2 separate regions of the Canis lupus genome follow, and region 1 is linked to region 2. The links are chromatin contacts, called in public Hi-C maps. All regions are on one chromosome and are shown on one strand. The core of a region is the stretch at or near the end of the contact, and the rest is flanking DNA. Distances in the headings are between cores, read along the strand shown.

Region 1 (5,580 bases), core at 1,146-3,645, 250 kb after region 2:
ATTTCACTTTCTAACCCTAGATTGTAAACAATTAAGGTCTAGTTTGATGAGCATTTTGAGTGGGAACCTATTAGGTTCCTATGGAAACAGAAGCAGAGTCTCTATCTTAGGCAGACTTGGTGGCAGGGAGGGAGGTCTGTAAGGCTTTCTGGAGGAAGTGACATCTTCAGGAAGAGCATGCAATTGATTATCTTTCAATTAGGAGACCAGGATGAGGGTGGGAGAAGAAGCCTGGAGTTGAAAAAGTGTGATAAAATCTGAAACTTGGAAATAAATTCAATTGGACTGGAGACTGCAGAGCATCATTCCAATTTAATTTCAAAGCCCAGCACTTGTCACTTTTTGATTATGTCCTGTTTGCTTACTTGTTTGTTGTCTGTTCTTCCCTCCCCATCTGCTCACGCAGAGCAGGAGCCCCATCTGCTGACTCCTCAAGTGCCAGATCCACAAGACTGCTTTTACTGAAGGCCTGCCATAGGTCAGATCCTGTGATAAGTGCTTCCCTCATGGTTTTCCCTCTCCCCTCCCCAACACCAACCAGCAGACAAAATTTTACTTCTTCAGAGTTGGCTCAAATGCTCCCTTCTCTGTGAAACCTCCCCATCTCTTTACCCAATCCTTACTCTCAGAATTACTTCTTTTAGAGTTCCCACGCTTTGATTTCTCCTTAGGGCATCAATCTAATCCTGCTGCTCCTTTCCTCCATTCTTTTAGCTTTGTCTCTGTAAACCTCTTAACACTTTGGACAGGATTTTACACACAAAACGGGGCTCAAAAATATTTTGAATAACTGAATTTGGGAGAGAAAGCGATGAATCCTTCTTCCCTTCCAGCAGTCCTGAGAGCAATCTTTTAAAACATGAAGTCTGACATGACAGCCCTACTTAACCTTGTTGAAGGCCACTTTTATCTCAGACTAGAATTCTTTTTTTTTTTTTTTTAAATATTTATTTATTTATGATAGAGAGAGAGAGAGGCAGAGACACAGGCAGAGGGAGAAGCAGGCTCCATGCAGGGAGCCCGACATGGGACTCGATCCTGGGTCTCCAGGATCCTGCCCTGGGCTGAAGGCGGCGCTAAACCGCTGAGCCACCCGGGCTGCCCTCAGACTAGAATTCTAACTCCTAAGCACCCTGCTCATTCAGGGCCCTATGTGAACGTACTCCCACCCATCTCTCTAGCCATGACCCTCTCTATACCTTCTTGTAAAACTTGAGTGCTTATGGTGACTGCACACCGGCTGTAATGATTCACGTCACCAGGCTTTAATTTCAACTATTCCCTTTACCTGGAATGCCCTTTTCATTTTCCTTACCTGGCTCAGTTGAGGCAAGATCTTCTTAAGCAAGTCCCCCTCCCCCCTCCCCCCCCCCCCCCCCGCCTTTTTTAAAGTAGTCTTCATGCCCAGTGTGGAGCCCATCTCCGGGGCCTGAACTCACAACTATAATATTAAGACCTATGCTGAGATCAAGAGTCGGAAGCGGCTTAACCCAGTCACCCAGGCACCCCAAGTGTTCCTTCTTTGAATACAGATCCTATTAAGAACTTTAAAAAGGTACTAAGTACGGAAAAGCTTACGGTGCTCCCCTCCATTTGTGTGATTAAAAATGAAAACAGGGCAGCTCGGATGGCTCAGAGCTTTAGCGCCAGCTTCAGCCCAGGGCGTGATCCTGGAGCCCCGGGATCGAGTCCTGCATCGGGCTCCCTGCGTGGAGCCTGCTTCCCCCTCTGCCTGTGTTTCTGCCTCTCATGAATAAGTAAATAACATCTTAAAAAAAACAATACTAAACCATGAAATGCGATTTTAAATGACACAGAGCTTTCAAGTGCGCTAGATTTAGAATACCGTCTATTTATGATTTTCTCTCATTCTCCGTCCCTGCAGGTACCCATTTTGCAGATCCCCGAACAGTCCATCGGAAACTCCACTGCTGGATTCTCAGGTTGGGTCAAACGCTCCTTTTTCTCCACTTTCCAGGCACCGTTCTATGCGAAAAGTAACGTAGAGCAAGTTGCGAGTTCGCCTTTCGCGCGCTATGGGGTTAAGCTCCGGGGCTGTCGCAAAACCCGTCTTGGGCCGCTGAGCGCGGGACACCCCCCCCGCCCCGCCCCCGGACCCAGCGCGTATCTTCTCTAAGGATCCTTTCCCTCCTCACCCAGGAAATTCAACTGGCTCGCGCCTATCGGGGGCTGGCGCCGGGAAACAAGTGAAACCTCAGCCGGTCCTGAAGGTCAGCACGAGGAGACGCTCCAAAATCCCAGAACCGCACGAAAGGCGGAGCCCCGGGAACACCCAGGAAATCGCGCAAAGCGGTCTGGGCCGGGGAAATTGCTGACACCGGAAGTCACGTGGCACAGCTCCGCCCGCATTCCCTATCTCGGCAGTCGACTCCTCAGTCTTGCAGGCGCCTCTGGCGGGCTCCGCCGAGATCCGCTCTCTCGGCGCTCGACTCGCCCGTGCTGCTGCGGCCGCCGAAGGAGGGGCAAAGCTCAAGATGGCGGACAAAACGCCAGGCGGATCTCAGAAGGCCAGTTCGAAGGTAATTTCTTAGAGGACTTCGTAAGTCAGTGAGTTTATAGCTGTCATCTGGAGCCTACGGGCGCTTCTGGCCAGCCGGAGGAGCCTGGAATGGGGGTCCGCGCTCTGGTCACGGCTGTAGGCCCCGCCGCCGACGCACTGTGGTGCGCAGGTTGAGAGGCCTGGTATCTCCCCTCAGTCCCAGGCTGGATTCGGCTCGAGACCCGCGGGCCCGGGCTGGGTGGCGTGAGTAGCTCGGCCTGCGTTTGGCATTGGAGCGAAACCAGGGATTTAGATTGAGGTTCGAAGCCGCGAAAACGCGCCCGTGCGTTCCTGTTTGTTGAGCCCTGAGGCCGCCGGACAGCACCTGGGGAGAGGCGGGAATCGCCTCCCGGTGCCTGAGCGTTTGCCTCCCTTCCCTCAGTTCTACGGTTTTTTGGATCTCGCCACGCTTCCGGTCGCCCTCGGGTTCCCCCCTTGCCCTCCGGGGAGTAAATAACGACGGCTCGGGCTGCAAGTCGTGAGGGGAGGGCCGAGGGTGGAGGGGCGCGCGAGGTGCGGGAAGTGCAGAGGCGGGAGCGGCTCTCGCCTGCAAGAGCCGCGTCGCCAAGGTTAAAGCTGCGCCCCACACGTGGTCTTATCTCACTTAAGAGGAAGTATCAAACGAGCCCTTCTTTTGAGGGTTGGTTTTCAAGGACTCGGGGTCCCCTGCATCACCAGGTCGTGTGTTCCACCCAAGCCCTTAGAAGCCGCTTAAGACCGACTGTTAAATTCATTTTTGAGTCCACAGGGAACGATGTGCAAGTGTTGAGAAACCATTGAGCTGTAGAAGTAGTTTAGCGGTAGGTTAGGTGGGTGGCCAGCATCAGGTCTTCCTCGTTGCCATCTTGGGTCGGTCCTTAAGTTTTTTTTTTTTTTTTTTTTTTTCTTCTTTGAGTTTCTCATCTCCAAGACGATATTACAAGTAATAGATCCTGCCCGGGGTAGTTCTTAAGCTTTTTCGGTACTAGTGCAGGAAGTTGCATAACCGCTCCAGGTTCCAGGGGCTGTTAACATCTTGCAGAGCATGTATGATCCTAAATCGGTTATTAGGAAGTTAGGTTTACGGTGGACCTGGCGAGCCCTACCTCTAGTTTGCTGTGAGAAACAACCCATTTTATAAGAGCTTTGTCAGTTTCTAATCACATCCTTTATGCCATTTTGTGAATGGTGGTTCATAATTAGTTTGTAATCAGTAATGTCTTTACCACACTCATCCTTTAATTTTGTAGAAACTATGGTAGAGGGTCAATTTCGGCTGTTTTATCTCCCTGCTTTTTACTCCTTGTCAGTTTCTTCCCTTTGCAGCACTGTATCCGCCGGCGTGGAGGGGGATAGTTGGGTACATCACTCAGGCCACTTTCTCAAAGATTTACAAAAACAGCCCTGCTTGCTGCTATTAGGGAACCGTTGCTAAAGCTACTACACGCATAATAGTTCGAGCATAAGCCGCGCAATTTTAGTTTCTTCTCAAGGTAATATTTTAAGTATCTCCTACTCGATGCCTTGGATACATTGAAAACATTTTAATGTACATGTTCATCCTTCTAAAGTAGTACCTCTGGTGGTCCTGAATGTGTGGCTGTTCCTATAAGTAAATTGTTGGGTCTTCCAGTAATAAATCTTTTCGGTTTGTGTATTGCTTTAGATTATCATCAGTTCATGCTATTAAGAACTGTATTATTTACAGTTCATGTTGTAAAAGGAATCAGTATCTCAGGACTCAGATGATACCAATGTGATATTCTCCATTAATGTGGAGGGCTGCATGACGCAGTTAAAGATTATGGATTTTGATAACAAGCAAAAGACATTTGGATTTAAATCTTGAATTGATAAGTATATTTGCGATATTAAGGCAGGTTGCTTAAACTCTTGAGCTTCACTTTTCTCGTTTGTAATATGGATGTAATCTCTGTTTTACAGAGTTGATGTAAGGATTAAGCGAATTAATGTCTACAAAGTACATAATAAATCTTAGTTCCTTTTTCCTCTCTCCTTTTTGTCCTTAGAGGAAATAAAAAGTGCTTACTTTTCAAAATGTTGGTTAAATTCTAATCTAAGGTTTAGTTAGAATCAAGACTTTGATTCTATCATTCTAACTATCATATAATGACTGCCCAGATTGCTGCTTTCTGTTTCTCATATAAAAGTCTAGAATTTATTGGAGTATTAGATCATTTTGGCAAATATTTGGAATTTCTAGCCTTTGATCTCTGGTTTGATTTTCCTTCTTCTTGGAGAGCAGATAAGTGACATTCTACAATACAGATGGAATGAACAGATTCTTCAGTTTCATGCTCTTTTTTTTTTTTTAATTTTTATTTATTTATGATAGTCACAGAGAGAGAGAGAGAGAGAGAGAGAGAGAGAGAGGCAGAGACACAGGCAGAGGGAGAAGCAGGCTCCATGCACCGGGAGCCCGACGTGGGATTCGATCCCGGGTCTCCAGGATCGCGCCCTGGGCCAAAGGCAGGCGCTAAACCGCTGCGCCACCCAGGGATCCCCCATGCTCTTTTTTGTTAGTTGAATTCCCATTGACATAGGTTGGGATGTTTGTTAATCATAGTTCTACACATTGAGGAAAATATTACTTTAAAAACGTACCAGGGAATGTAATGTACAGCATGGTGACTATAGTTCATAATACCGTATTGCATATTTGAAAGTTGCAAAGAGATTTTGAAAGTTCTCATCACAAGAAAAAAAACTTCTGCGTGGTGACATGTTAATTAGGCTTATTGTGATTATTTTGTAATATGTACAGATACTAAGTCATTATGTTGTATACCTGAAACAAATTTTTTGTATGTCAATTGTACTTCACTAAAAATAAATTAAAAAATAAAATGTTCAATATGCAGAGTTTTTTAAATTGACGATGGCAAAATTATTTGATGTGCCTTAATAATAATTATTTTCTATGCATTTATTTCTGTTTATCACCAGACAGAAATATTGCTTTAGAGGAAAGGGTTGTTAGTATCATGTTGTAGCTTTGATTTTGGGAAGAGAGATAATAA
Region 2 (5,836 bases), core at 599-3,098:
TGGGTCAGGGTTAGAGCTGTCCTACTGAGTGAAAATTTTACTGGACTATGAAGAGTGTTTAAGTGAGCACACATATAAACCCACATACATACATCTTTGTTCAATGGTCACAAAGTGACAACAATTTTGACATTCCACCAAATATGCAAACTTGGAAACAGGATAGAATGGAGTAGAGTAATGATACATGATAAGAAAAACCTAAAATGATTCAATCGATAGTCAGCTATTTTGAAGTAAACACATGATAATGTTTCGAAAGGTGGGCAATCTTGTCATCTACTTAAGGCCTCTTAAGATCTAGAGAGGACTGGGGATCTCTGGGTGACTCTGCGGCTTAGTGCCTGCCTTCCCTCCAGGGCTGGGCCCAGGGCCTGATCCTGGGGTCCCAGTATCGAGTCCCACATCAGGCTCCCTGCATGCAGCCTGCTTCTCCCTCTTCCTGTGTCTCTGCCTCTCTCTCTCTCTCTGTGTCTCTCATGAATAAATAAATAAAAATCTTTAAGAAAAAAAATCCAAAGAAGACTTTGAATGATGAGAAAGACATATTTGGGATATTTGGGAGTTCGTGCTGGCAAGAACAGAGATAGAATAAATCAACCCGAATAGGAAGTATTTACTTCCCTCAAATATAAGATATTCTGACGTAAATTTTTGTATTGCCTTTTAAAACCTAAAGCACTGAGGGCACAATTTTGATTTTTGTATCGTTCTTGTGGAAAGCAGTTAAGTATTCAAGATAGAAGTTGCAGCTTTACCTCCTAGCTTTTAAAGGTGCAGGAATCTGCTTTAAATAAAAGCTTGCTTTAAAAAAAACTATTCAAGGAAGTCATCCTGTGCCTCAGTTAGCGTTTGCCTAACACACATCTTATAAAATCAAATTTATAAATGTGAAGACACCGCCGGAATGACTGTAGTTAGATTCTTAAAATGTGCTTATCCAGCGGTTACTTACACACGTCGGTGCACCTGAATTACATGCGAATAAATGTATGACAGTCGTGCCAATTTTACATCACCAAACAAGTTGTTGAAAAAAAAAAAAAAGGGCTGGAAATCGGCACAGCTGGCCCCAAACGCACACACACCCCAGCCTAAGTGTACTGCGGGGCCAGGGTCCCCTCCTTTCTGCTTTGCCTAAAGGACACAAACGCGAAACCATTAAGACGATTCCACAGGGGATTCGACTAAACGTTAGGTCGTCAGAGTTTCAAGTCACCGAGCCGGTGCGTGTTGTTATGCAGCAGGAGGCCGCAGGGGAGTTACCTGACGGCGGCAAGCCGGCTGTGGAGACGCACGCACCGCTCACCTAGCCCTCGGCAACCGTCAGCCTCTCAGGTCGCGGCCGGCCCGCGGGGAACGGGGGGCGTGGCACACGCAGGCCCCGCCCCCGGGCGGCCCCGCCCACCGCCGAGCCCGCCCCGGTGTCGTCGCTGCAGCGGAGCGGAAGATGACGTGAGGGGAGTCGCGAACATCTCCAGGCGCAGCTGGGCCGGCGGTTCCCACAGCGCGGGAGCCCGACGTGCGCAGAATCGCTCTCGGAGCTCCTTCCCCACAGATCTCTCGTCCTCCTCCCGGGCCGGGCCGCCCCCAGCGCGGCCCCTGCGGCTCCTGGCACGGCCCCGCGCTCGGCTGCCGCCCTGGCGCGCGCCACTCTGTCGTCCCCGGAGGGGCGCGGACCGGCTCGGCCCGGGCGCCGGCGGCTGGGGAGGGGGCGCTGGCCCCGGGGCCGCGCATGCGCCGCCACCAATCTGGGGCTGTCAGTGGAGGGCGAGTGCTGGCTCCGAGGGGAGGCGACGCCCTTCGGGGCCAACGGGCCGCGCGCGGAGGCGGCCGTGGGAACGACTCATCCCTTTTCCAGCCCTGGGGCGGGGCTGGGGTCGGGGTCGGGGCTGGCGGGGGCCCCGCCCCCGTCTCCTGGCCTGCCCCCTTCATGGGCCGCGATGATGGCGGCCCTGTACCCGAGCACGGACCTCTCGGGCGCCTCCTCCTCCTCCCTCCCTTCCTCCCCATCCTCCTCTTCGTCGCCGAACGAGGTGATGGCGCTGAAGGATGTGCGGGAGGTGAAGGAGGAGAACACCCTGAATGAGAAGCTTTTCTTGCTGGCGTGCGACAAGGGTGAGAGCTAGGCCCCTTCCTCCACTGGTGGGCGCCCCTGCCCTGCGCACCCTTCGCCCTCTCCCCAGCCTCCCCGCGGGGCGCGCTGTCCTCCCGCGCCGAGCGCCTGCACCCGCCTGGCCCGCGGTCTCTCCCGGGCCCGGCACCGCCTCTGCCCCGGGAGTGTGGAGCCGGCGGGCGGGAGCAGCCGGAGGGCAGCCCTCGGGGCGCCGCACCTGGGGCGGCTCGTCCGGCCGTGGCCCCCGCCGTGGGGTCGAGCGTTTAGGTAGCGACTCGCTGATCCAGACCTTGGGGTGCTGAGCGTCCGCCTCTCCAGGACCTGGGCTCCCTCGCAGAGCTGCTTTGCTTTGCTTTTCTTTTCTTTCTGGGATCGCAGAGGGTTCGTGTACTTTGGGACCTTCTAGTTCTAAAATTCCGTGACCTTGCTCAAGGCTCCTCGTGTTCCTGGGCTCCCACCTGGTTTCTCTTTTTCATTTTCTTTAACCCCGCACTCGTATTATTAGCTCCAGTCACCCATTGCCTTGGTGTCCAATGACTGTTGAATGGGGTTAGGTGAGGTCAGTGTCCTAGGAGGAGAGAAAGATAGGACTGGAGAAATCATGCCGTAGTGACCAAACTTTTTTATTTTTATTTTTACTTTTTAATTTTGGGAAGTTAGTTCGTGCATTTCATTGGAGAAGAAGGTTTATTGCTCCCGAGCCTACTCTGGGGGAAAAAAATGGTCATGCAAAAGACAATTACAGGGCAAAACTGTGGAATGTATTTAATGTGTTTTTCTCCCCCCACCCCCGAAAAAAACCCAACAACAACTAGAAATCAATCACTTTTATGGCCATAATAAAATCTCTTCACTTAAGCATGCTTTCTGTTGATGCATATCATAAAAGGAATGGGAAATTGATTGCCCTAAGACGGCTTTTATTTCCCACATGTAAGAAAATGCTGTAATTTTCCTCTTTCTGAAGTTCTTAAGTTGCCTTACAGTGGCCATGCTCACTTAGGAATACTCTGTTCAGGATCCTGCCAACTTCCAAATATAAACCCAAAGGGCGACTTACACTGAAAAGATTAAGTACAGAGGATTTTTTTGTCTGTATGTATGTGTTTTTAATAAATCACAGCCTCTCTAACCTCTCTTACTGCTTTTGAAATAGGATTTTATCCACACAACTTTTTGAAAACACATTAACATATAAACAGTCCACCTATGTCTGTTGTTAGACACTTTTATATTCTTATGTAAAAGAATTAAGTTATAATATAAAAGCCTTTGTTAAATAAAGTCCAGCCTGGGCACAACTTTGATTAGTCTTAGAATTTAAGAACCAGAATATGTTTATACCCTCACAAAAGTCACTGTCTGTGGATTACATAAAATTACTTAATATTACTGACCTGAATTATCTGAGTTCTCTTCCCTCAAAAACTCTCTGAGAGGAGAAGGGACAAGGTTGTGTTGTACTAGAATGAGTAAGTGGCTGCTCCATCTACCCCAGCGTACTCAGCTGTGATTATTTTAAAGCAAACAGAAAGTATGTCAAGAAAGGGAATTTAATATTGCCGTCAAACTGAGGACAGAGGAATGTCATAGTGGAATGTGGTTGGAGAGAGTACTTGTATGGCACGTATATTTAGAATTGTTGCATAATCTAAGTCAAATGAAAGTTTTAATCTATGATAGTTTTGTAGTCTACCTACTAGTGTCAGTTGGAATAGCTTCCTATTCATCAGTTTCCCATTTTCTAACATCATTAAGATCCTTGGAGAGGTTTACCTTTTGGAGGTGGGGTGGAAAGTAAATATGCATTTTTTTTTTTTGCCCTTCCATAAATTAAAAAATTTTTAATGAGTGAGATTAAATAGATATTTTCTCTTGCAGGTATGTTGAAATGAATTCTCAGCTTAGATTTGAAGAAATAGCTTAAATTACATATTTATGGTATACCTTTAGATTGAAAAAATAAATTTGAATTATAGCAGTATTTTTGTTTGCTTACCTATCTGTATTCACTAATATTGTTAAGCCTTTTTTTGTGTATTTCACTTTTAATCTAAAAGTGAGAAGTTTCTTGAAGTAGCTGTAGCTTCCACTATTACATTGGAGCATTCATCAAACCAAATGACAAACATTTGCTAAAAACAGCCATTAGGGTAGAGTGTGTATGCTTTTCATAGATTTCATTTTATCCTGACAACCCCATAAGCCAGATCTGTTGTTATACTTATTTTACAAATGAGGAAAATGAGGTTAGGCAAAATTTTAAAATCACTTTGCTCAAGGTTACATTAGCTAGGTTGTGGTAGAACTCAGATCTATCTTGAGCCTGTACTCTTAGCCACTATGTTATACTGATCTAGTTGTAGTTGAATGAATGAAAATCATTTGTGTTAGAAAAAACACATCCAAATTTGGATTTATTATTTGGAGATTAAACTCTATACACTCTATGAATGCTTTGTAAATCTTGATTCTGTGGATTATATTTATCCAATAAAAGTAAAAAGCTTTAATAGCACTAGAACAAATCCACACTAGAATATCTATGTTTCTCATCCTTTCATTTAGCAATCATACTGTACATGTACATTCTAATATATTTCCATTTAGGGAGAGTTCCTAAAGCAAAAATTATGGAGATAAAGTATGCGTATGTTAGTGGATGGGTGTGTGTAGATAAAGGGGTAAGTAAAGAAAAAAAGTAGGAAAGAAAAAGATTTTATGTTTGATTTTATTGTTTGTATAGCTAGCTTTTCTGAAAAATGAGCTCGATAGATCTAGGCAAGTGCTGATCTCCTGGTAGTGGCTACTTAATAGTGGCTGTTATCTTGAAGTAGGTCAGAATCACGTATCATTGGTTCTTTTCTTTGTATAAAATTTGGAGGAAAAAGTGAAAGTTCCTATACCAGTGACAATCAAGTTATGTTCTCTGCCCCCACCCAAGTAAAATTCTCAGAAAGCACATTCATATTCTTTATAAACCTAGAACACTGCAACTCAGAGGTAAAAGATAACTGAAAGAAGAGCTGGCTGTTTTATGAAATATTCAGCAGGGTTCTTATCACCCACCTCTTTCCTCTCTTGTTGTGAATTAATATGATAATGAGCCATATTTATTTGTGGGAGCCTGTGGTTTATTCAGGCCTGCTGGGTGAAGAAAGAGTTAATATATTTGTTTAGAGAGCCCTTGAACTAAGTATAGTTCATGTTAATTCACCCCTTTTCATAGATGGTAGCTTTTAGTGTACATTCATGAGCTAAACCTATATTAACCCTTCGCCGATGGTCCGTTCTTGTGCAGAAAAAGGAAATGATGAAAGGATTTAGTCTGGATTTAGGCCCTGCCAACTCTCTATGAAGGGCATTTTTCAGGAAATTCTATTTGCAATTAATAAGTCAGGATGCTCTTTTTGAAATTTCAGCAGGGGGACCAGGAGGGATGGAGAGAGCTGCCCTAGGCCCAATCTAAAGTCTTAAAGCATCTTTGTAGTATGATTTGCTGTATTGTGTGGGAGGGTGTTTGATTTCCTGCATGAACTTTGTATACCTTTGGGCTAAGCATGCTTTTAAAATGAGCAGCGCATCTGGGAGAAGTAATACTAAGCTGCAATTTTTTTTTAAGCTACCATTTTAATAACACCTTACTTAATATATTTAATGGGACTTTTTAAAAGTCCCATTTATTTGATGTAAACTAAAGTTTTTATGTAAACTGATAAA

The links. Hi-C and Micro-C count contacts between places; a contact is called where the count stands out from the background.
Region 1: a contact with region 2 is called in a Hi-C map of blood, with 1.9 times the contacts expected there. The contact joins the promoter of U2SURP here to the promoter of TRPC1 in region 2. A contact is called at or near these places in 2 of 9 Hi-C or Micro-C datasets (amygdala and blood).

The regions. Positions count from the first base shown.
Region 1 is chr23:39,128,587-39,134,166 of UU_Cfam_GSD_1.0, forward strand. It overlaps U2SURP (U2 snRNP-associated SURP motif-containing protein), which reads left to right and starts at 2,396. Exons shown (of 28, transcript XM_038571119.1): 1 at 2,396-2,540. The coding sequence starts at 2,496. It overlaps LOC102151264 (a long non-coding RNA gene), which reads right to left and starts at 3,013. Exons shown (of 3, transcript XR_005377111.1): 1 at 2,157-3,013; 2 at 1,847-1,986.
Region 2 is chr23:38,883,100-38,888,935 of UU_Cfam_GSD_1.0, forward strand. TRPC1 (short transient receptor potential channel 1) reads left to right here and starts at 1,849. Exons shown (of 13, transcript XM_038571110.1): 1 at 1,849-2,118. The coding sequence starts at 1,944. It overlaps LOC102156734 (a long non-coding RNA gene), which reads right to left and starts at 1,389. Exons shown (of 3, transcript XR_005377106.1): 1 at 1,267-1,389.